Linked DNA regions of Dromaius novaehollandiae: region 2 is linked to region 1. A link is a contact called in public Hi-C data. All regions are on one chromosome and are shown on one strand. Each heading gives the region's core, a stretch centred on a gene start, on an enhancer-like site or on the middle of the called end of the contact. The rest is flanking DNA. Distances are from core to core; before and after follow the strand shown. Region 1 overlaps ERC2 (ELKS/RAB6-interacting/CAST family member 2). Region 2 overlaps ERC2 (ELKS/RAB6-interacting/CAST family member 2).

Region 1 (5,314 bases), core at 929-3,428:
AACCAGGTGACACATCTACTGCCAGAAAAGTAATACGTGTGTAATGCATTACATTATTCCTTCAGTGTTTTAAACAGACAAAAATAATAATAAAAGATCTGCCAAGCAAATCCACAGTTCTAATTTTATACCATCTGTAGCACTTTAGACTAAAAATATTTCACAGCTGTCATTTTCAAAATTAGCATTTCAATTAAAAAGAAAACCAAGCTCATACTGTTTGATCCTAGGCATTGCCTTACTCACCAGAATAATCCCACTGAAACAGGTAAATGCATTTGTATGAATAAGGACCTGTACCTCAGGCCTTAATGAAAACATACATATTGAAAAAAAAATGATAGCTTGGGAATTAAGTCAGAAATTTTGACAAACATTTATTTTATAAATGCAATGCAATTAATCTAGTTGAATATTCCTGAGTTCAGATCTAATACACACTGCTCTACAGAACTGCATCAAAAGCATTAACACATTATTAAAGTTATTAAACTATTAAAGTTATTTCACTTTTTAGAGTTTGAAAATGCATTGTGTTTGCCTGTGGTTCACACCTGTCAATGCATTTTTGAACCACAAATTCTTCCTATCATCTGGTTTAATGATAACACATTCTTTTAAAGTTAACTTGCATTTGAAAAACAGATTCGTTAAATCCCTCAGTTCCACATTCAAAGGAGATATTAAACTAATCATAGTCCTAAAAAGATGGGACTTAAAAATGCTATGAGCAGAATTTAGGCACCTCCATCCAAAATGGTGGTCCTCCAGGCCCCTGTCTCAGCCTGGAGATGTCTATTCTCGAAAGACAATGCAGTTTTCTACGGCAAGATTTGCCAGCGACAGGAGCTATCAAAACAAGCCTAACAGACACCCACCAGGCTGGGTTCCCTACAACATTTTTCAGGTGCTATTTCTCCATAAGATAGTACATTAATAGCAGTCTTTCCTAGCCTAGTAGTAGGACCACGCATCCTACAAGCAAATTACCCAGGTCTGACTCTTTCTTCAGTCTGAGATTCAAAGCAATATCTTTTAGGAGAATGTTCACTAGGCCAGAGGCTGCGTGAAATGCTGGCATGAGGATAAGGATATATTAAAGCCCTCCTGTTGGAACTGTATCATTGAACAGAAAATAATTCAAGATTCACTGGGCCAGAGAAAGAACACAAGAGGGAGCAAGAGTCTGTAGCCTAGTGATTTGGGCACTCGGCTGGGAAACGGAGTCCTGGGTTCCTGGCCTTTGCTCCAAAGAAGGTTTATGCAATTTATCTAACGGCCTTTTCAGAATATAAGTCCTGTCTTGAATCTGTCTGTAAGTTTTCCTTCTTGATCCATGTCTATAAATAATATTTGGGGTAACAACAGCCATATTTAACAATCTGAATTACCCAAACATTGATATGCTTGTTGTATGATTTCAACGCTAAATTGAAAATATAGAATATCAATAAAATTGAAATGTGCCAAAAATTTTAAAGCTTATTTCATATTAAAATTATTTTAGAACTTACTTGAAAACAGGTAAAACATAATATTAAAACACAATGCATTTATTTACCTGTGTCAGTAACGCTGCTTTGAATTACAAAGGTAGAACTGATTTTTTTTCTTCTCATCTTTCTCAGAATGTAGCAGTCTTTCATTTTTAAAAAGTTTAATAATACTAATAGACTTCTCGTATCTTAATTCAGGTCAGTTTCACTTTCTGATTCTCACTTTATAGTATTTTCATTTTCTGGTTCTCATTCCCTAGCACAACAGTGCAATGTCATGCAGGCGACTGTTTAAATCCAAGCAAGTTTACCCTGAAATTCCCACTCCAACAATTTCATGGCCGTATTTCTGTTTTTGCTAAACATTCTTTTTATAATAGCTTCATTTTGGGCCTAAGCCTACATAACAGTGTCCCTTTAAATAATATTCCATGCCTTGAAACATATTACAAAAACTGTTATATCAAGGCAAGTTATGTAACAGCTCTCTATGGTTTTAGCATATTTACTCTGTCACGCCATATGTGAGACTGCAGCCTCCACAACAAAACCTTTACACACTGAAGTCATTATCTCTGTGAAGTCTGCAACTGGCATTTAAAACTTATTGATGGCCTGGGTATTGGTGGCTCAGTAGGCAGCACTCTTGCCGGAGGCCCAGAAGGTCACCGGTTCACATTCTGCTCCAAGAACAAGTTGGACATTTTCCAGGAGCGTGTGTGGGCTGTGCTAGACTCCTGAAGGGGCAGTCCTTAGGACAGCAAGCGAAACCCTGTCTGCTCTGCGGATATCAAAGTCCTCTTGCAAAGGCGGGAGGAAGAATGAGGAAGAAGGACGTGTAAGACCCCTGAAGCAAGTGACTGAAAAGAAGCGTACTTGCCGAGGACCGCCATTCAGCTGCATGGGCTAAACACAGAACGGTAAAAACCTACAGTACACTGAACAGCTTTACACAAGCCCCTCTGGTCTTTGTGGTAAGCGTACAAGCTGCCATGCATGCTCATTATTAGCTAACTTCTTTAATAGCAGAATGACTTTGGATTCAATTTCACACTGTGGAACTATGAAAAACACGCGTAATTTTGGTAAGTGAGGCGCCTAAACAAAAATGTTTTAACGTTGGTAAAAACTTCAGAGCACACTATGTAATTACTGAAAAAGCTTCAACCAATTATCCAAGTCAATACTAGCAACACATATAGAGAATAATATAAATGGAGATTCAACCTGCTCTGGTGTTAAACTTTGATACTTGAATATCCCAGATGTCTCCCTCCTCCTCTTCCTCTTCTTTATAGGCAGGTAAAGATGGATCTCTTGAAGGAACTGGGGATCACACTCTAGGCAAAGGTTGGACAGGTGATCAATGTACAGCATGAGATTTTGCCGTGGCTATGTGCCTCCAACAGTGACCGGATCATCTGGTTCGGAAAAACAATTCAAAATTGTAATATTTTATTACAAAATTAATTAGGGAAAAATTAGCAGAGGGGAGAACAAATGATTTTAGTAACAAGGAATGCATGACAGAACTTCTTTGCATAATTCTGTAGTTCTTTTTAAAAATTCATTTATTTCTTATTTAACATTTTCTTTCATTAGCATTCTAATTTCTCAGGAGTCAGCCTTTGGAGGAGTTCCTCCTATTTCCACAGGCAGAATGTATCCAAGTTACCAAAGAGATATGAAGTTATTCTGATAAGTTTTAATTTCTTCTTTACGTCTCTGCAACACGACCGTACAAAATGCCAAGACTAGGGCTGCTCCAATACTTCAATAGGCTTTGGAGCAAGCCATTGTTTATTAAGCCAAAGGGGATTCTACCTTCTAGTGCACTTCAAGGAGGTATTCATAAAGGTTAATGTTTGTTTATGAAGATTCATCTCCCAACACTCCCTCTATTGTCAATAGATTGAAATAGCGTTTTCTAAGGGACCATTCAGAGCACCTAACACGAGACTTTTTTTTTCAGCATTTATGAACACGACCTTTTGTCTACCTATCTTGTAAATAGATTTTTTTTTTTTTTTTTACCACCATGGAAAAACAAATAATGTCCTTCTCCCCACAAATATCCATTAGTATAATGGATCCTTAGGTTTAAGTTTGGGGAAATCAACCTGTACTTAAGCAACAGCACTTACACATAGTTAAACAGATCATGAATTACAAGCATCTTGACATCTATAGGGTATCACACAACTAATGTGCAAGTAATGAGCTTCTTAAACAAAACAAGTTCAATGATAGCATTATTTCTGGCTTAGAAACAGAGGAATACATAACATAATCCTAGTGCAAATTTGCAAAGAATTATGAGTTCATTTTGTCTCTAAAATATGAAAAGAAACTATTTCAAGGAATGAAGGATGTCCTCTTAACCTGTGACAACAAATTTGTTTGTTTTTTTCTCTTCTCAGTAAGAAAGCAATTAGGTTTTTTTCCAATAAAAATATCCTTGTGCATATATAAACACTCCTGGTAATCATGTAATTACCTTACCCAATCAGATTAAATTGCTGTCAGTCGAGTTCCCACTGCTGATTAACTTTCGTGTACTCTAAACCTAAATGAAGTCTTTGGTAAAGTCACTTAGTCATTTACAAAGGTGTCTCTATGATTCTAAAAAGTATAACAGCAATATATTATTTGCTACAATCATCAAATATCGAAGGTCAAGGATAGATCACAGTAGACCCCTTTTATAAAGACCTAAAGAAATACAGAATTAAACTATGTTGCTTATTTTTGTGTTTCTTGCCATGACTTCTAAATGTAATAGTAACCTTTGACCCCCCCCACATTAAACACTGTAATTAAGTAATTAAAACTAATTATGCAATTTAACATACATATTTTTATCCTACAACAGGCAGGTCAATTACCTCACTCATTGACCTTGGAAGCTTTCACAGTTTAAGTAAAACAATGAGTCTTTCAATTAATTTTAAAGTACGAACAGAAAAGGAGCAGCAGAACCACAAACCTCTTCAAGTTAATATTGCATAGATGAGTCACTTACAAATCTCTTCATTTTGTATTACATAAAGTAAATCCCTTGATAAAGCTTCTTTCCTTCGTATGTGTCTCTATCACTAGAAACGTTAAAACATTTGTGAACAAATCATATGCACGTTACTGGCCAAATGCAAGCAAGATGGGAGTCCATATATTACTTTTTCATCCCACTTCTTTCTTCATTATGGTTTCTTCACATATTTCTCTCTATCTCTCCCTGTTTCACCTTCACTTTCTCAAGCCTTTTCCCTTCCTCTTTTTCTTCATTATCTTCTCTGTTCCACTGCTATCTGCAAAACTCACTAGTAATTTATATATTACTGAACTGATGTAGCTGTTGTCTTTTCCCATGTCTGCTTGCACCCCTACCCCCATTCACGAGCGGGCATGTCAAGAGATGGTGTTTCCCACCAGGGCCGGGCTCCAGCGGCTCCTGCTAGTCATGATTCAGCATGCCAAGGGAGCCATGGGCTGCAGAAAACCACAGTGAAGAAAAACATGGTACGTGCTTTAAAATCGTTCTAAATTTTCCAGTGCTGGAAACCTGGTAAAAGTGAGAGACACTTCATGAAATTATTCAAATATGTTTCACCTGGTTAATGTCTTTAATCTCTTCATACACATAGGTAAGCTATATATACTGCATTGCAAGTTTTTAAAATTTGACAACAGACACACATGCAATATTACATTGTGTACAAGTAACTTCTTTTGGTACGGTAAAATTATCATAAAAAATCAACCTTTTTTATTTTTCAGTAAATTAAATTCCATGCACCTTCAAAGACAAGTTTCTCTTA
Region 2 (5,314 bases), core at 1,388-3,887, 270 kb after region 1:
GCACAACCAGAATGCAGTCTACATTGACAGCAACACATGCACACACACACAAAATTCTCAGACCTCAGCAGCAGTTTCTCAGTGCTCCCCAGATCATACTTTCAGAAGCTGCAGCAAAAAGGAAGCATGTGCTATGGCTCTCTATGCTGAAAATAGATTAAGTGGAGTTACTGTGGGGAGTACTTCTGTGTGTATGACTGATCCTGCAACATCAGCAACTTTGTCTTTATTTCTGAGGGCAGCAATCTGCGGTAGTGCGCAACGAAAAGGTGACTAGGAATCTCTCTCCTGGTGACCATCACACTGGGGCACTTTATAACAAAGCAGCAGTTTGTGAATGGTACCAGCTGATGGTATTGATCACTGAGAGCTTCATAAAGAAACTTTGAAGGATATTCATGCCTTTTCACTCTTAGATCAAGCAGTGTGCTGTTTAGATGGTGGACTATTATCCACACAGTAGTGTTATTTGCTCAACAGCTGTTTCTACGGTCATAAGACACAGACTGTATCACCAGATTTCCAGGTACGTAAAGGAGGCCCCACTAAGGAAGTCTGTTGGGAGCACCCTCCCCAGGCGACACCATCTATTTTAGATGCAGTTTCCTTCACACAAACACCTCCAAAAACTGTACCAGATACATTTTAGGTATTTGTATAAAATTCTTATTCTTTGACAATATACTACAGGTATACTATAGGTACTAGCCAAGAAACAACCATAGGTTTCCTGTCACTGTCTTACAGCTTGTGCATGTGTAAAGTTCAGCATTTGTTGATTGTTTTGTGTTTCTTGAAAGTGTTTAAAACTAGAGGTTTAAAACCTCTAGAGGAGAGCTGCGTAACTGTAAATAATTAACTATCTTCAATGTTATAAGCAGTTTATAGTATTCTTACAGTAGTCCCAACCAATTAATCTTAAAGAATAAAAAAAAAGCCTCTTTAATAAATGCAGACTTCCTCTGTCCTGCAGATGCCAAAGGTTATATAAAATCCATAATTTCTAACATACAGTTATTATGAAGGAGGAAAAAAAGTGGTAAAACTGAGAACAGTAGGATATGGTCAACTTACAGTAGGCTTTGTAACAGAAAGATCTAGTGGGACATTATATAAAATGTACTCTGAGATGCCTACATAAGGACTGATTAGAAGCAGTAATGTATTAAGGAGAACTGTATTTTAAAAGGAAGCAGCTGTTTTAGTCTTTCACTGGACATTCAGGACTGAAAGAGAGTAGGAGTAAATAAAATCAAAACTGCACACCTTCACGCAGTGAAGGAATAGTCAAGAAAATTCTCTTCACAAATACTGCAAATCAACTTCAAGAGCGATGAACGTGTTAATCACTAGGGTCTAACAAACAGACTCACGAGCTCGTCTCATATTCTGTAATATAATGCTACCCTGGAAACTGTACTGAAGTATTGCCTTCAAAATACCTTTCTGGTAGCATTTATTAATTGAATCAGCACTGCACTATTCACATGGAAAGTATTTTAATTCTTCAGTGATAGATATTTCAGGCTTCACATAAAAAACTACACCACTTTCTTCTATCACTTCTCCTGCTTAAAGGCCTTTGGGTAAAAACCTCAATTTAGGGCATCATTCATTCAGGACAGGATTTAAATATGCTTTTAAAATTAGACAAATTATTATTCTCAGCACAGATTCAAACTCTTAATTTGGGGGCTGTTTCCAGTGATTTTACACTTTGGATCCGTTCTCGTTCTTACTGAGATCAATGAAGTTTTGCTACTCACCTCATATAATAATGCAATTTTCACATGCCAGGGCCATTTTCACTTTTAAAAAAATCAGATTTTAACAGAAGCGGGATCCTTTACAATTACTATTAAACTAGATTTAAAAGTTTCTGTTACCATTCCAAAGCTGAATTCTATACATGTGCAACTCTACTGAACTCAACAGTTATAGCAATAACAATTTGGTCCCCATGTGCAAAAATGTACCACTATAATCAAAAACACTTAATTTGCAGCATACTTTGGTATAATTCTCCTCCTCTCCTCCCACATCACACATTCTTAGAAAAAAAAGTCTGAAGTTAATCAAAGATACTTATATTGACATCATAGAGATCTATAATCAACAAATCAAAATACACAATGCAGCTGTGTGCATGCATAAAGTTCTTTTAAATAAATTTAAAATAAAAAGAAATAAAAATAAAAAATTAAGTAAAAATTTTTGAAAGCAAATTGAAAGGAGCATTTGAGGCATAAATTGAAGGATTTAAAAGTCTTCATATTGCTGTGGAAAATGCAAATTTTGTGTCTTTATGGTTTGGTGTATCAAATTATTGATATGGGAAAAAGACTCCACTTGTCCTGTAAGACATGAAATATTAAGATATATATAGAAAGGCTGCTGGGAAGACTTTACATAGAATAGTTCACTCTTGTAAATGATCTCTAATAATATTTTTCTTCATGTGTATATTTTATATAGATACAGAAATAGGATACATGTGTTAATGAGTTAAGAACTTTTTATTTTATGGCATGGGTGTTAGTCACATCTAAAATTACATTAACTGCTGTTCAGAGGACTGCACACTATGTTTCTTTCTTTACTTTCATCCAAGCATTAATGATTCTAACAACTACCTCATGACACCCTGTGGAATACTTGAGCAATTGCACATTTCAGCTTCATCAAGCTGTATTCTCAAGAAAAGAGGAAATAAAACAGGGTAGTGAATATTGATTACATGTTTTTTGAAACAAAGTTAAGATCTGGTCCTTTATTATCATCAGCTTGGCCTACCCATTCTAGGCACCCTAAATTATAGTACCTATTTCCTATGCACAGCGCTTATCTGAATTCCACGGCATTTACACGATTTCCTTCCTCTTAAAACTAATTTAAAATATGATCCAACCCTTAACCAAGAAAACATGTTCTAAAATTATTCAGCATTTACAAAATTCTTCCCTCAGAGGTAAAGAGAACAGGCAGCAAATTAAAAACATCCCCATGGAATCACAACTGCTTTAAAATCAGTCATTCAATGCAAAGTCCATAGATAAAACAAGAGGAAAGGATCTGATTATTCTTCTGTTTGTGCTATATAAACCTGCAGAAAATACATTGAAGGGAACAGGACCACACTGGGAATCAGTACTGCAGAGAGTCAGTGTGCATTTGTTGGGATGGGCATGGGATTAACAAAGACCTGCTAATGCAAACAAGATTTTTTGACTAGTTAATCGCAACGAGCTCTCTCAAAAAGGGTACAGGAGGCAAAGAGATTGAGCAGTCTCAGATGCTAAAATCTTGGAACCCAAGGTATGATTTAGTTCTTCCTCAGTTTTTAAAACCCAGACTGATAAAGTTTACCACAGGGTTTCTTGTTCTTTTTCTAACATATATTTGGGTGCAGACATATACAGTACAAACATGATTTTACTGCTGAACAACGACTTTTGAGCACACCTGAATTCAATTTATAACAGGGACTTTTAAGACCTTTTCTTAACCTGCAAGCATTTATATTTTTATCTGATAGGAAGTGAGTTACTATCTAGTTTTGTCAACATGTAATTCTTACCTATCTATACCTCTATGCCACTGTGCTATTAGTAGTTTGAAAAGAAATTGCTTCATCCTTTCTATATTTCAGAAAATGCATATTCTCACAGCTTACCACAGGCTTTATTCCTATTTAGAAAAACCTTTTACCCTGACAGATAAATGTCTTTCCTATGGGGCATCCTCTCAATAAACTGAAAGTGCTAATCTTGTCACTTTTTGGAGACTGTCTTAGGAATGTTTCTTTAATACTCACGGGATTAAATTAAATCTCACCAGCAGACAGGTTTTATAATTCTATAGTAACTCAAGTTCTCAAAAGAAAATTACTTTCATTATCTAAATTAAGGCTGGGTTACTGTACCCTGGAATTTGCAAGAAAATTGTATAAATATAAAAGGAAGTGTTCCAAGTGTTGCCTTTAGAGATATGTATTAAAGTATAAGCGAGTGTAAGTCTAAGAGAGAATTTATCAGAGAATTCCTAAGCCTACTTTGTGGAACCTTAGTCTCACATACCTAAAGTTGGTTCCATATATTTTCCACTCTACTTTGTACTTATGAATTTTAAATAACTCAAACAACAAATATCTTGTAACACTGGCTTTTAGAATTCTAAAACTTAATTTGCTTGATTTGAAGTTTCTCTAGACACAATTCTCTGAGATTTGTTTCATTTTACAACAAAAATCATGTCTGTTCCCGTGAAGTACATGAATAAGATTAGTTTCATTTAAATTTGAAATTGAAATACAGGGGAGGAAAACAGAATTCTTGTATATATCATTTTCATTATTTAGTAAAAAAAAAAAAACTTTAGTAAAAAAAGACAAAAATTTAAGTACTAAGCTAAGCAGAAAAAATAGCTAACAGTAGCTCAAACACAAATACTCTACATGGCTATTTACACACAGTTTATTTTTTATTGGTTAGAATGACTCATGGTAAATGTTCTGTCTCATGCTGCAAATGGGCCATTTCAGACTCATCTCAGCATATCTCAGAATCTGATCCCACACAAGAATCAGCTTTGGTAGCGACTCAGTACAATAGTCGTATCTGCAGATGTCCAACATTTCTATTTGTGTTCATGTGTGTGTGCGTACATGCATAATTTGTAATGAAATACTATTCTTAGTCAGACTGACCAGATAGAATGAAAAAAATTGACATAAATTCTCCCTACCATGACTAAAAAAATATTACTACCTGAAAAATGAATAAACACAGGGAGAGTTTTCAAAAAGCACTATTGATTTTTAGCCAGAAATTTTTCACAGAATGATCTACAGTTATCAAATATCAAGTCGGTCAAAGTATTTCAAAAATTCCATTATGTATTTTACAGCAACTATCTGAAGCTTCATCATATAAGGGGGGGAAAAAAAGCCATAGCTTTTCACTGACATTCATGATATGACCTAAATATTTTTTTTAATTTAAGCGGAATTTCAATCAACAAAGGGAGTTCAGCAGCTTCTGCTTCAACAGTTTGGCATTTCAAAACCGTTTTTAGTTTTGCAAGAGAGGAGCCCAGAAAGTGCTTCATCGCTCAGTATCACTACCTTTCACTTGTTCTTTTTTTCCTTGTAAGTAGGTAGACAGACAAGCACTAAGCATATTTTTTTCAAATAAAAATATTAAGACATTTAGATTCTAAAAATAAATGTGATACAGAAATTATACTATATAATATAAAATCTTTAAGGTGTTTTAAAATTATTTTTTTCATTTTGCAACTAAATGTATTTATTAAA

Evidence for each region. A called contact is a pair of places that touch in the nucleus more often than the background predicts.
Region 2: a contact with region 1 is called in a Hi-C map of liver, with 10 times the contacts expected there. The contact joins two enhancer-like sites. A contact is called at or near these places in 2 of 4 Hi-C or Micro-C datasets (brain and liver).

What each region holds. Positions count from the first base shown.
Region 1 is chr12:11,200,738-11,206,051 of bDroNov1.hap1, forward strand. ERC2 (ELKS/RAB6-interacting/CAST family member 2) reads right to left here. Exons shown (of 18, transcript XM_064518915.1): 18 at 390-2,917. The coding sequence ends at 2,837. Among named protein-coding and RNA genes, the nearest start is that of WNT5A, 76 kb to the left of the region's middle. Within about 2 kb of position 2,179, at least 2 of the 2 cell types and tissues checked have open chromatin away from gene starts, as enhancers often do.
Region 2 is chr12:11,469,809-11,475,122 of bDroNov1.hap1, forward strand. All of the region lies in intron 8 of ERC2 (ELKS/RAB6-interacting/CAST family member 2), which reads right to left. Among named protein-coding and RNA genes, the nearest start is that of ERC2, 220 kb to the right of the region's middle. Within about 2 kb of position 2,638, at least 2 of the 2 cell types and tissues checked have open chromatin away from gene starts, as enhancers often do.